Regions from separate parts of the Mus musculus genome. Here region 2 is linked to region 1. The links are chromatin contacts, called in public HiChIP or PLAC-seq maps. All regions are on one chromosome and are shown on one strand. Each heading gives the region's core, a stretch centred on a gene start, on an enhancer-like site or on the middle of the called end of the contact. The rest is flanking DNA. Distances are from core to core; before and after follow the strand shown. Region 1 holds the start of E2f2 (E2F transcription factor 2). Region 2 has its middle 26 kb from the start of Gm42329.

Evidence for each region. HiChIP or PLAC-seq counts read pairs in DNA pulled down with a chosen protein or histone mark.
Region 2: a contact with region 1 is called in an HNF4G HiChIP or PLAC-seq map of pancreatic cancer cells. The contact joins the enhancer-like site here to the promoter of E2f2 in region 1. A contact is called at or near these places in 2 of 39 promoter capture datasets (maxillary cranial neural crest and second pharyngeal arch cranial neural crest), 1 of 15 datasets of contacts at CTCF or cohesin (large pre-B cells), 6 of 115 datasets of contacts at active chromatin or transcription factors (CD8 T cells, the SCID.adh cell line, embryonic stem cells and 1 more) and 3 of 9 other capture datasets (adipose tissue, liver and pancreatic islet).

Annotation. Positions count from the first base shown.
Region 1 is chr4:136,168,813-136,176,098 of GRCm38.p6, reverse strand. It overlaps E2f2 (E2F transcription factor 2), which reads right to left and starts at 3,825. Exons shown (of 7, transcript NM_177733.7): 1 at 3,061-3,825. The coding sequence starts at 3,318.
Region 2 is chr4:136,112,747-136,120,032 of GRCm38.p6, reverse strand. No RefSeq gene overlaps it. Among named protein-coding and RNA genes, the nearest start is that of Gm42329, 26 kb to the left of the region's middle. Within about 2 kb of position 2,807, at least 131 of the 459 cell types and tissues checked have an H3K27ac peak or open chromatin away from gene starts, as enhancers often do. A contact at or near this core is called in adipose tissue, liver and pancreatic cancer cells, where this site is marked.

The DNA of each region.
Region 1 (7,286 bases), core at 2,576-5,075:
CAAGACAGCAGTGCTAAGGGAGAGCAAAAGTCTGTGAACACACCCAGAGGTCAGTACGGTTCTAATCTGGACCCCCTGGAACAGCCCTGGTTAGGATTTATTTGCAGAGCCCTTAAGTGTAGACCACACCCCTTGCTCAGGAGCCCCAGAGGAACAGAGGGGCTGGCATAGAAACACAGGGAGCACAGAGATCAGAGAAGGGAAAGCCAAGGTCACATAGGCGGGGACCTGAGTCTCCTTTCCAATCTAGGGCAGGCACTGGGGTGAAAAAAATTTAGGGACCACTTTGCTGTTGGCTCCAAAGGCCAGCCTGGGACATGTCACCCTATCCCTGAACCTATACGTCATCTCCTGGCCTGGTGTGGGTAGAGTTTTTTTTTTTTTTTTAATTATGTTTGTCTTATAGGCTAAGCCATTGGAGAGGCCGAGGCAGAATCCCTTTGTTTTGAGACAGGGTCTCATTATGTAGCCCTGGCTGTACTAGAACTCTCTCTGTAGACCAAGCTGGCCTCCAACTTACAGATTCACCTGCCTCAGCCGCCAGAGGACTGGGAGTAAAGGCCTGGGCCATCGCACTCAGCTGGATCTGGAACCTTCAACAGTCTCCCCGCCTCAGTTTCCCCAGGAGTGTATGTATGTATGCCCAGCTTAGCTGGGACATTTGCGCCTAGGCATTCAGGACCAGCCTGGCAACAGCGAGAGCCTGTCTCAATAACAGCAGCCAGGTGTGTGGCCCTCAGCACTCAGGAGGCAGAAACCGGTGAATCTCTGAGTTCGAGCCCAGCCTGGTCTTCATAGTGAGTTCCTGGACTGCCATGTGGATAACACAAATTAAGAGGCAAAGAGAAACCCAGAAGAGCCCCCACTGTCCTCGCAGATACCAGCTGTAGGACCCAGAGAAAATGTCACGAGCCTGGCCAGAGGTGAGACTCAACAGGGGAGCTTGGGAGTCTTTGCTAGCGGACAGCAGGACCAGTGGGCAGGAAGCGAGGAGACCTAAGTCCTGGCCTGACTTCTACAGAGCCACGGTTGTCATCCCTCTGGTGGCCAGCTCCCCAACAAATCTTGCTCACCCCACACTTTGCAGCCACAAAGCAGAAGGCCACACCCAGGGTTGGGCTTGGAGCAGCTCCAGGTCACACCCTTGTAAAATGAGTAAGCAGGGGGTTAGGCCTGCCCACGGGGCACTGGGGCCCCAGCATCTGGAGATGGACCAGAGATGGTCTCTGGGCCTGGCAGGCTTTTAGGGAGTCTGATGCAAGGATGACACCCCCCCCCACCCTCCCCACTTCTTGGCCTTGTGAGTTGGGCAATGTCTTCACTCGGCTCGGTTTCCTCACCTGTAGAGAGCCTCATCCCCTAACCAAGATAACTGGTGCAGAGTGCCAAGCTGTGTCTGGCATGCAAGAGCCACTCTGGCTAAGATCCCTGAGCCCGCCCTGGGAGGACAGAGCAGACAGGTGCAGAGTTGGTGGGGAAGTTCAAAACCCCAGCTGTTACTGACACTCTACATCCAAAAGCAGGTGGTCAAAGGCAAGATTAGCCCTCCAGAGTCCCCTTTCCCAGGGGCACCTAGCTCCTAGAATGAGCAGTTCAGGGGTAAAGCCCAGCCTCATAGAGAGCTGATTTGTGGGTCACTTCGCTGGATGAACTTTGACCCTCGATTTTCCGCTTCCACAACACAAAGCTTCTTCCTGTTCAGCTTACTTCACAAGCTAACACAAATGCATGCGGCTGGAAAATGCCCAAGAGCCGACACAGCAACAGAACACCACTCATCCTCAGTTTCTTGCCCTGTAAAATGGGCATGACAACACAGCCATGCCACTTCCTGCACTCCCAGGAAAGGGATCATGGGAGGTAAAACTAAAGCTTGACTCCAAAGGCAGAAAATGAGGCTGGCTCTGCCTAGAGCCAGAGAGGTGACCACTGAGCTCTGAGCCTGCCCCAGGGGTGGAGAAAGAAAAGACAGAGCCACAGGTCGGACAAAATACCCTGGGGACACAGGGTGGTCTTATCCCTGTCCCTAGACTTACCATACCCTACAAATACCATCTCCCCTCCTTGACACCTGCTTCCAAACCTGGAACTAACAGAGGAGACAAGCCAAGGAAGATATATTTTCTAGAAGAGGAAAGGTGGGGCTGGCGAGATGGCTCAGTGGGTAGAGGAGTTTGCCACCAAGCTGAACAGCTTGAGTTTGATCCCCAGGACCCACTCTGAAAAAGAAAACCAACTCTGAAAAGTTGTGCTCTGACCTCCAAACACAGTGTGGCACAAACGGTCCCATCCCCCACATAAATGTAATTTTAAAACTTTTTTTTTTTAAGAAGAGGAAACAGAGGCCCTGACATCCAAATATACACAGTGAAGACCAGAGCTGAAACCAGCCACCCCAACCCTCCCTCTAACTCCCTCAGGCCCTTTCTCATCCATTCCCACAAACCCTGTACTACAGCCCAAACGCCACCACACCAGGCCTTCCCTGACAACACATCTCTCACTCGCGAGGTCACAGTCCATCTGAACAGGAAACCCAAGAGACGGACTACATTTGCATTGCTACTGGCTATTTCGGACGATGAGCAGGCTGTGGGGAGGACCTGAGGACAACACTTGAGAAGGAGCTGGCTAGACAACTCTGGTCCAGATACCAGGCTGGACCAGAGACCTGGGAGACCTATGCGGATTTAAAGTCACCAGGAAATCCCACAGGCCAAGCCCCTGGCCTGAAAAAGCAGGTGTTGGTTCTGGCGTAAACAATGAAAGAATGAATGAACTTAAGCATCGTCGATGCCTTGGAAGCTTCCTCAAGGTCACGCAGGCGCTAGGGGCACTGGGCTAGGTCTCCAGGCTCCCCTGACCAGTGCTCATTGCAGTCCGCGACAGCAGGCGAGATTACTTCACGGAGTCGGAAAATGAAAGGGTTCTCTCTACTGCCAGTCCCGCTTCCCCACCTCAACCAGCTGTAATCAAGCCGTAGGGCGTCCCAAGCACCCTCTCTCCTTTTTCCCCACCCAGACACGTATACGGGAAGTACAGGGGGTCCCCCAGCATTACCGGCAGCCGGCCTGCGGGTGCACATCGCACAATTTGGCCCTCGGGTCCGTGGGGAGTGGCGTCGAGGCAGGTGCCCAGCGCCACAGAGGAAGGCACCGTCTGCGTGTAAAGCGAAGTGTAGTAGGTGGTGGCGGTGGTGGCCGGGCAGAGCTGGGGGCTGCTCAGACCCGAAGGCCACAGCTCGGTGGGGTTCAGCGCCGGCAAGCTCTTTGTAGGTTGCGCCGTGGCCGGAGCCAGGGTCCGCGGCGCGCGCAGCATGGCGAGTGCGGCGCCCCCTACCCACTCGGGTCTGGCGCGCGCGCGCGGGGCACCTGCGGGCTTTGCAGCCGGCTGCACCGCGGACGCCGGGAGCAGCCGCCAATGGACGCCCGCCGGGCAAGGCCGGACCCTCCCCTCCTGGCCCGCCGCCCAGCGCTGCCGAGCTCGGAGATCGCCACTCGGAGATCGCGTGGCACAGGTGGCACTGCCAGGAGTTGGCCCGGTCCGGCTCGTGCCCCGAATATCTGGGCGTCCGGAGTCGCGCCCGTGCGTGAAAGCGTCCCGGAATGCCCACGGACCCCGCGGACACTCGTGTGCTCTGACCCGCGAAGGGTGTCCTGTGCGCCCTGCTGAGCTCTGCGTTCACCCCTCTAGTTCCCGTCCCTTGCTTGGACTCCTTTTTCTTTTCTTTCTTCTTTTTTCTTTCTTTTTCTTTTTTTTTTCTTTTTTTTTTTTTTTAGCGCCAAACTATATGCCGCCAAATTCGGATCTCCCGCGGAAAATGCCGCGCCTCGATTGGCTGCTACAATATATATAGGCTCCTCCCACCCACCCACCCCCGGAAAGGCTTAGTCTAAGAAACAGCGATTACGACAGGAGCTTAGTGGCTTAAAGGGGCCGCGACATCTGCTGACTTCAGCGTCCTCTTGTAACAGTAGGCGAAACTGAGGCAGGAGGTGCATCTGGAACACCCAGCATAAGGACCAACAGTACAGCGAAGAGCGCTGAGGAGCGGACCTCTTTTCCTTGGGGGTGGGGCCAAACATTGAAAGAGAGTCAGAGTCGGGACCTGAGTCTTGACCCTCAAGTGCATTTCCCTGGCCACAAAACCTTTTGTTTTCGCTTTGTTGCTTAGTTAGGTTAAATCATTTATTAATATATTAATTAATATAACCAATATGTCCTCTTTCTCTTCAAATGAAACCCAGGAACCTGTTCCTCCAGGCTTTAATTGGCAGAGGGGCAGGGAAGGGTGGCGCCTCCCTTTTATGTTTTTCTTCAGGAAAAAAACTAACCTCTATTGAGCGCCTACTGTACGCCCGTACAGTACACTAAGATTAGACCATTATATATGTTATGTTGTTTAATTTATCCCATCAATCCGGAGAAGTGGGATGGGTAAGACCAGGGAGTCGGAGGGGCGGGATATTGTGCCTCGGGTCATTCACAGATTCGCTGATCTGAGAATTGGCAGTCAAATGTAGGACAGTCCAGGTCGGGAGTCTTTGTTCTAGTAAAGAGCTCCTTTCCACTCTCCCAAACTCTGCCCCGCCCTTGACAGGCACAGCGTGGGTGAGGGTCCAGAGTTTGTCAGGTCATTTTCCCCAACAGGACCCAGCACTCTTCCTTCCTGAATCAAACACCTCCAGGTTTCTTCTACACAAATTTTTGTTTGTTTGTTTTTGTTTTTGTTTTTGTTTTTGTGAGACAGGGTTTCTCGGTGTAGCCCTGGCTGTCCTGGAACTCACTTTGTAGACCAGGCTGGCCTCAAACTCAGAAATCCACCTGCCTCTGCCTTCCAAGCACTGGGGTTAAAGGCGTGCGCCACCATTGACCGGCCTAAACAATTATTTTACCACAACAGGAGGGGGGGTGGGCTGAGTCCCCGTGTTAAGACCTGATCAGATCATCACAAACCAGGTAGCCCAGGCTTTCTCTTCGACATTCTTAATTCACATCCAGTCCCCTAACCCTTTTGTGAAAGCTGTTTGACAAGATTTCTTCTCCATTCTCTGGGTCTTTTTTTTTTTTCTCTCTCTCTCTCATTCCTTATGTCGGAGTCACAGAGAAATCTCATGGCACAGTATATGCAAAGCCTTCGGCACAGAGCTTGGTCCATGAGAATCGACAGCTGTTGCTATATCAGACTTGATCTGGAATACACAGGCCTCTTTAGTCTACAGTAGACCACCAAGAGGTGGTGACACATGACTTTAATGCCAGCATGTGAGAGGCAGAGGCAGGTAGATTTCTGAGTTCAAAGACAGCCTGGTCTACTGAGTGAGTTCCAGGACAGCCAGGGTTATACTGTCTTGAAAAACCAATAAACAAATAAACAAACAAACAAAAAATAGTCTGCTATTTCACTGGTCCCTTAAGTCCCAGCTTAAACTTCTCCTCCTCCCGGAAGCCTTCCCTGCCTGTTTGCCCTCTCTCACCCTGAAGGCCTTTACTCTTTGAACGTTTATTGTGGTTTGCCTCAAGCAAGACTTGGCTTTCTTGCCTTGTAAATCATTGCTTTCTATCTAAGTTTTTTTCAATGCTCTCAGTCAAGTCTCTCTCTGAATGAGGCCTGGCTTGGCATGCAGAAGGTGGATAATAAGTGTTACGACTTGCTTGTGTGTCCGGCAAAGAGAGGCAATAGTGAGTGAGATTTGAAATCAGAAAGTCTAGGGATCCCTCACAAAGTCCTGCCCACTACGTCCTAGCTGAACAGCCCTGGGCAGGTCAGCTGTGGGGCCACCTCTCGGAACCTCCATTCCCTCAACCACCCAATACAGAGAAAGCTGCTACTCGGCCTGGGGCCAAGATCTTCCCTCTCGTTCACAGGACAGTAGAAATGATGGCCACTGGTCTGTAGCAAGACCCTACCACATGCACTTCACTCTGGCGCTTCCTGATCCCCACACCATACCACACTACACTGTTATTATCCCCATTCTACAGATGAGGGCACCTGGAAGGAATTGTGGCTGAGCAGGTTTGGAGCCGAAGCAAGGCCCCAGGGCCAGGGAGGGAATGGAGGTGGCAGGGAGGGGCCGGGAGAGAAGAAGGGAGCCAGCAGCCAGTGAGGGGGCTGAGAGCCAGTTCTCTGTGGTTGAGTTTCGGGTAGTTGGGGTTGGCTTTGGAGTTTCGCTGCCTGGGAACGGATGGATTCCTGTGAGAGGTGTGGGCATGGATCAAGCAGGAACCCTGCAGCTTGAGTTCTTGCTCCTTCCATCCGTGCTACATGCTGCGATGTCAGTCCGGGTGCTAGACCTCGAAGCTTTGACTCTTACACCTTTGAAGTCGGATGGCAAAGTGGGTTTTTCTGGGACGCCCCACGGAATCCATGGAAGGGTCCCAGGTGCGTCCTCGGTGTTTGATGCAAACACCCAGCTGTGTGCTTTTATGCTTATTTTTATTGTTTGATAGTAGTCATGGTGCTTCGGAAATAGGGTCTCACTATGAAGCTATGACTAGCCTCTCTCTGTAGACCAGGCTAGCCTCAAACTCACAGAGATCCACCCGCCTCTGCCTCCCAAGTATTGGGATTAAAATCATACGCCATCAACCCGGCATGGTGGCCTGCACCTTTTAACCTCAGAGGTTGGGAGGCAGAGGCAGGCAGATCTCTGAGTTCGAGTCCAACCTGATCTACATAGTGAGTTCCACAAAACAGCCAGGGCTACATAATGAGACCCTGTTTCAAAAATCAAAAATCGAGGGGAGGGGAGGGGAGGGGAGAGGGGGTCTTCGGAGGGGAAACCAGGAAAGGGGATAACATTTGAAATGTAAATAAAGAAAATATCTAATAAAAAAAAAATCAAAGCGTGTGCCACCGTGCTTATTTTGTTGACGCCTCTGAGTTATCTTGTAACAGGTCCAGCGTGAGCACATGAAGAAACTAAGCATGAGTCATACAGGCAGTGGTTCTCAACCTCCCTTATGCTGACGGAGACCCTGTAATACGGCTCCTCATGTTGTAGAGACCCCCATAAATCAATTTCATTGTGACTTCATAACTGTGATTTTGCTACTGTTATGAATTGTGATTTAAATATCTGTGTTGTCTCGTGGTTTTAGGCAACCCCTGTAAAAGGGTCATTCAACGACCTCCCCCCCAAAGGAGTCATGACCCGACCCACAGGTTGAGAACCTCTGATGTAAAGGGATTTGACAAAAGGTTGCATAGGAATGATGACATTAAGACCAAACTCAGATCTCTGTCTCCCAAGGCACTGAAGTCTTTTTTAAAAAAGATGTAC
Region 2 (7,286 bases), core at 1,558-4,057, 55 kb after region 1:
GATTGGTGAAGCTGCAGAGACTGGAGCTGAGGAGAACAGGGTCCCTTGAGCAGGCACCTTCCGAGGCGCTCCCTCCAGCATCCACAGCCCTCTGCTTTCGTCTTTCTTGTCGAGCGAGGTACTGGATCTTCCTATGAAACCTAGCACAGAAACAACACATTCCATGACCAAAGAACATTCGAAAACTTCTGATCTTCCATAGCATACAAATTAATCCCGTTAAAATAAAATAAGAGGCTGGAGAGATGAATCAACAGTTAACACATATATGCTACCCTCTCTGAGCACCCAGGTTTGGTTCCCAGCACCCACATGGTGGCTCACAGGCATCTATAACTCTGGGGGATGTGATGCTATCCCAGAATGCACTTACAGATGGAAGGGAGAAACAACTCTACAAAGCTGTCCTCTGCTGCCACGCGCATGATGAGCATGCCCCCCTCACACCATGCACACATATGTGCAGTAATAACTAAAATAAATGAATGTTAATAAGTACAATCCGTAATGGCCCTTCTGGCAGCAACCGTGGTGGCTTGTGTCTTCTGGGGCTCACTTCCTGGCCTCTCTTTTGCTTCTTGAAAATGGTATCCATTGTAGCTACGTCTGACCATGTCCTTAAGTTTTTCTATGACTTGAAGATATACACGTCCTTGGTGCCTGAGGAAGTGAAGACAGGCTGAAAGGTGGCACGCTTCTCTCTGAGCACGGACAAGAATGCTGTCCCGCCGGAGAACCGGGAGAGCCCACAGCTGGTGTGGCCTGCCTGCGCTGTGGGTGATCTTTACCCACCTTTATGGAGATTTGCCAGACAAATCTACCACCAGGATCTCTAGATACAATCTATGTGACCAAGGAGAACAGGAAACAGGACCCTGGTGGTCACCTGAGTGGCATTCCTAAAGAGCAAAACATCTGGGGCCGGGCATAGTGGCGCCTGCCTTTGATCCCAGCACTCAGGAGGCAGAGGCACTCAGGGGGATTATCTATGAGCTGAAGGCCAGTTTGGTCTACAGAGTGAGTTCCAGGACAGGCAGGGTTATAGAGAGAGAGACAGAAAGAGGGACACAGAGAGAGACAGAGACAGAAAGAGCAAGCACAAAATTATCTATATCAGCTCCTGGACCCATCAAGAAGCTGACCAAAACCCAACATGACTTAAAAAGAGTTACAAGATTCCCTGTGAAGACGAGGGAATGATTCCTGAGCCCTGGCAGAGAAATATGTCTGTCATAGGCAGCAGGCATCTGTATGAAAGAAAGTCCCCAGCCTTAGCCTCATCCTCGGGGGCTGCAGCTGCCTCCTTCCTGCCAGACTGGAAGAGCTGGGGGAATCCCTTTCATCTAAGCTGCCAGTCTGGCCTCTTCCCCTTCTCCTCCAGCTCCTACAGTGCTGACCCAAACGATTGGCTTTTTAAGACACTGTCACAAGTAACCCAAGCTGTCCTTGAACCCATGAAATAGCAGAAGATAGTTCGAGTCTCTGATCCTCCTGTCTCTCCAGACAGCTGGTGTTACTGTATGACCACACCCAGTTTTACGTGCTGCTGAGGATGGAACCCAAGGCTTTGCACATGCTGGACAGGAATAATAATAATAATAATAATAATAATAATAATAATAATAATAATAGCTTTGGGAATAGCAGGAGAGATGGACAGTCAGACTCCTACTCTCGTGGAGATCAGCACTGCAGGGCACCAATAGGTAAGCAATGAGATAAATCAAAACGGAAAGGCCCAATGATAAGCTTTTTGTTATTGTCTGTCTGTCTGTCTGCCTGCCTGTCTGTCTGTCTGTTTATTGAGACAGGGTTTCTCTGTGTGGCCCAGGCTCTCCTAGAACTCACTCTGTAGACCAGGCTGACCTCAAACTCACAGAGATCCACTGCCTCTGCCTCTGCTGGGATTAAAGGTATGCGCCACCATCATCAGGCCCATTAAAAAATTTTTTTTAATTAAAAATGTTCACAATCTTATCCATACATAACGTTTTTGATTCTTCATTATTCTCTCTTAGCGCCCTCTACTCCCGAATCCCTCTTCCATCTAACAATCCTTCCGACGTTCATGTCTCTTTTTTAAAACCAGGGAATTTTATTAAAGCCGATTGCTTGAAAATGAATATGGGGGGGCACTTAATTACTTGAACAAGGTTAACTTACCAGTAGTTACATCACAGAGGAGTATGAGTTTTCCTCCGCAGCAATTATTAGCTGTTTAGAGAGCCTCAGACTAGAACAGGACTCACAAGCCCTGCCTCCTATTCTTTCTCTCTCTCTCTCTCTCTCTCTCTCTCTCTCTCTCTTTCTTTCTTTCTTTTTTGGTTTTTTGAGATAGGGTTTCTCTGTGTAGCCCTGGATTTTTTTTCCACTATTCATCATTTTACGGATAAGATAATTAATTGAGGCTCAGAGAGGTATATTGTCTTTTCTGAAATCACACAGCAGAGCTTGACCTACGCTCAGTTGATCCAGAAGCCACAGATTTAACCATTGGCTGAGACTAACTGCTCATGAGGGATGCTAGGGCGAAGATGGCAGCTTGGGTTTTGGAGGAATGCTGACTGAGCTAAGCTGTTGGAGCTGTTCCAGAGGATTAGCCTGAAGGCCCCGTTGAGTGGCACAGGAGGTCTTAGGCTCTCCTCTTCCTGTATTGCTCTGTCATCCTTCCAAACAAAATCCCTCAGGTCCGGGACAGAGAAAGGGAATCGTGACGGTTGGAACCGGGCTGTCGGGAGGCATGACAGCGTCTGCAATCATCTCTGTGGGTTGTGCAATTGAGACAAGTGTTGAGACCATGACTCACAGCTTTGACGTCGCAGAGGAAATTCCAAACAAGGTCAACGAACAGCCTGTGTTCAGAGAGTAGCCATCCCTCCACAGCTGCGGCCACCTCAGGCCCTGACTCCACGCCCCAGTCACTGCCTGCATCTGGGGCACAGATGGAACCTGCCACCCCTCCTGGCTCCAGGCACCCTCCGCTCAGGTGGCTGCTTGAGGACCACCATTCCCTGAGCTGATGCTCTAGCAGAGAAGCCTGGCAGGTCTGGATTCAAGTCATGTCTCAGCGCTCAGCGGCTGGTGCCTTTGGCGCATGTTTCTGGTCCTCTGCATCCTTATCTAAACAGAGACCAGCAAGGAGGTGTTCCCGTGTAATCTCAGCACATACCGTCTACAGCTGGGGGACTGGCAAGTTCCAGACCAGCCTAGGCTGAGTAAGGAGACCCTGCTTCAAAGTAAAACAAAATCCAAAATAAATAAATGGGAGAAGTAGTGGTGGTGGTGGGGGTCTGATGCTCAATCTCCAGGTGGATACGACATCAGGTAGGAGAGGGCAGTGCCCTTGCCTGCTTCGTTCAGAGCTGTATCTGGGATCCCAAAAGGTAATGGGACACAAGAGAAGCGTTAATCGTTTTTCTCCTCTGTAACAAAATAACCGATAAGAGCAACTTAAGGGAGGAAGGATTTCCTGGCACCCAAGCCGGAGGCCACAACGTGTCAGTCACAAGCAGGGTGCAGAGAACACTGGTGCTCAGTCTCCTTCCTCCCCACCCCTACTATGTATTCTCCATGGAATGGTGCCACCTATGGTTAGTGTAGGCCTTCCTATCCTCTTTAAGCAAATATAGAAACTCACTTAGAGATATTCCCAGAACTTCGTCTCCTAGATAATTCTAGATCTCACCCAATCGAGACTCAACACTAACCGTCATATAGACCTTAGTAAGTTTTGAAAAATGAATGAAAGTTTCGGTAGAGCACCCAGCACACAGTAGGTACTCAGGCTCTGGCTATTACTATCATCAATCCCTAAGGAACCTCTACTGTGTGTCCCCCTCCCCACCCCCAGCACTTGGTGGGTCAGTTCGTCTGGGATGGATCCCCAGCCTGGATGTCTGGGCTGTTGGGATTGGGCTGGGCAGGTGATAAAGGTGGAGTGGGTGACATAGCTGCTCACTGGACAGCTCTTGAGATGTTTCACAAGATGGGTTCACCCTGAGCCCAGAGACCTCCTGCTGGCAGCTTTGGGGCTGGACAAACCTAGAAAGGAGAAGGGAATCCTTGCATCAGCCAAAATCCCTGGCAATAATAGCAGAGCCTCAACTTGGAAAGGGGGTTGTTCTGTGGAGACAGGCAAGTGATTATTAACTGGATATTGTTTTTTACTTTTTAATTTGATTTATTTTATGTGTCTGGGTGTTTTGCCTGCTTGTTTGTTCATGCATCACTTGTGTGCCTGGTGCCTACGGAGGTTGGAAGAGAGTGTTAGAGCCTCTGGAACTGGAGTTACAGACGGTTGTGAGCCACAGGGTCCGGCATTTTTTTTTTTTTAATATGGAATCTTGTCAGGAGGTGGTGGCTCACACCTTTATTCCCAGCACTCAGGAGGCAGATGTAGGTGGATCTCTGAGTTGAAGGACAGCCTGATCTACAGAGCAAGTTCCAGGACAGCCAGGACTACACGGAGAAAACCTGTCTGGAAAACAAACAAACAAATATTTCTTAAGAAAGTAGAGTATAATTTACACATATACAAAGATGTTCGGTTCTGCATGCAATAACAGTGAAACATGAAAAACCTTGAAATAACCAACAACTTCTGTATCATTGTTATCGTTTTGGGCATACTGAAGATCTGTCAACTGCAGGCTCCTTCCTATAACAGGCAAGGGCTGAGCTCTGCCTCCAGTCCTGTCATTCAGTAATTCAACTGTGCCTGGGAATTCATTTACAGAGATGTCAGTGAGGACTGTGTTGTAGACAAGTGTATAACTCACAGGGCCCCGCCCCCACCCCCTGGATGTTTCTGTGGGAGAAGCACAGGGCAGGGCAAAAAGAGGAGAGGAGAGTGCAGCCCAGAGCCTTGAAAGTGGTTTCTGTGGGAAGGAACCTGGGAGGGAAGGCAGAAGTGCAAACAAGGTTAGTGCCCCTGATAACCATCACTTGAATCCTGTAGGTGGGTCTCTAAGTACTCAGTATCTGGCCCAGGGCAGGGAGATGCTAAGTTGGTCTGGGAAGGTTAAACAGAGAGCTTGGTTGGAGATAAAGACTTGTGGCTGTCAGGCTGGTGTGTGGAAGAACGCTCTGTGAATCAGCTAGACCTTGGGAGCAGCAGCCTCCCAGATGTCAAAGAAAATAGAACAAAGTATCCTTGTCCATAGCTATATCCCAGCAATGGAGAAGCCTAGGCAGGAGAATCACACTGAGTTGACGCCAGCCTGGACGTCATAGCGTGTTCAAGGCCACCTGTGCCCGTTCCATTATAATAATAATAATAATAATAATAATAATAATAATAATAATAATATAGTTTTTAAATAACTTAAGCTGGTTATAGTGGTACATGCCTTTAATCCCAGCACGTGGGAGGCAGAGAAGCAAGGGGAATTCTAGGAGTTCAAGGGCAGCCTGATCTATGGAGCTAGTTCTAGGACAGTCAAGACTTTGTGTGTGTGTGTGTGTGTGTGTGTGTGTGTGTGTGTGTGTGTGTGTTCATGTGCATATGTTGTGTGCCTGTGTCTTCAAAGGCCAGAAGAGGGTATTGGATTCCCTGGAGCTGGAATTACACATGGTTGAGAGTTGCCCCACGTAGGTGCTGGGAACCAAACTCGGTTCTATTCCTAGCAAGAGCGGGAAACATAGCCAGGTGTGGTGGCTTTTTATCCCAGCACTCAAGAGGCAGAGGCAGGCAGATCTATGTGACCTCAAGGCCAGCCTGGGCTACAGAGTGAGTTCCAAGACAGCCAAAGTTACACAGAGAAACTGTCTCAAAAATAAATAATTGCCGGGCAGTGGTGGTTCACGCCTTTAATCCCAGCACTTGGGAGGCAGAGGCAGGCGGATTTCTGAGTTCGAGGCTAGCCTGGTCTACAGAGTGAGTTCCAGGACAGCCAGGGCTACAGAGAAACTCTGTCTCGAAAAACCAAAACAAAAAACAAAAACAAATCAAAAATAAATAAATTGAAAATAAAATAAAATAAAGAACAGGAAATAGTCTCAGCTGCTGAGCCACCTCTGTCTTTTCTCTCTCTCTCTCTCTCTCTCTCTCTCTCTCTTTGTGTGTGTGTGTGTGTGTGTGTGTGTGTGTGTGTGTGTGTGTGTACTGCAGGTTAAACTCAAGCCTTATATGCCCTGAAAATACTCTATCTCTGAACTGAACCCACAGGCTCCAGACTCATTTCCTTACTTCTATTTTATATATATATATATATTATCTTATTGTTTTGTTTTGTTCTTGAGACAGGGTCCCACCATATAGCTCTGGCTGCCCTTAGACTCACAGCAATGTTCTTGCTCCAACCTCCGAAGTACTGGGATTACAGGCATGAGTCACCAAGTTCTTGGAGTTAATAGTGTGTGTGAGTGTGTGTGTGTGTGTGTGTGTGTGTGTGTGTGTGTGTGAGTGTGTGTGTGTGTGTGTGTGTGTGTGTGTGTGTGTGTGGTGTGTGTACACATATGTGCACTTGTGTGTGGAGACCAGGTGTCAACCTCTTCAGTTGCTCTCTTCTTTTTTTTTTTAATTTTTTAATTTTTATTATATATAAGTACACTGTAGCTGTCTTCAGACATTCCAGAAGAAGGAGTCAGATCTTATTACGGATGGTTGTGAGCCACCATGTGGTTGCTGGGATTTGAACTTCGGACCTTCAGAAGAGCAGACGGGTGCTCTTACCCACTGAGCCATCTCACCAGCCCCTCTCTTCTTTTTTTAAGAGTAAAAAACAAATTATATGCATGGGTGTATTGCATGCCTATGTGTCTGTGTGTCACATGTGTACTGTGCCCATGGAGGCTAGAAGGGGGAGTCAGGTACACTAAAATTTGAGTTACTTAAGGTTGATAGCTGCCATATGGTTGTTGGGGGTTGGACGCAGGTCCTCTGGAAGAGCAGCTGGTGCTCTCAACCACTGGGCCATCTCTCCAGCCCCTCCACTCTATTTCTTAAGACAGGGTCTCTCGCTAAATGCGATGCTAAGTGCTAAGGCCAGACTGGCCTCTGGGATGAGCATGTCTCCATCTCTCCCACCCCCATGCTGGAAACATATGTCTAGCTTTTTACCCATGTGCTAGAAATTCGAACCCTGGTCCTCATGTTTCTGAGACAAGCACTTGGTAACCGAGTCACATCGGCTCCATTGCCTTAGCTCCAGAGCTTCTGGTTTTACAGGGCAGAGCCCGCCATTGAAGAACGACAAGCTCCAGGAAGCCTGGAATCTGCTCTGGAGTGTGTATTAAATTAGGGAGGGGGATGTGGAGGGGTAGGGGCTAGGAGTGGGGGTTCCTGC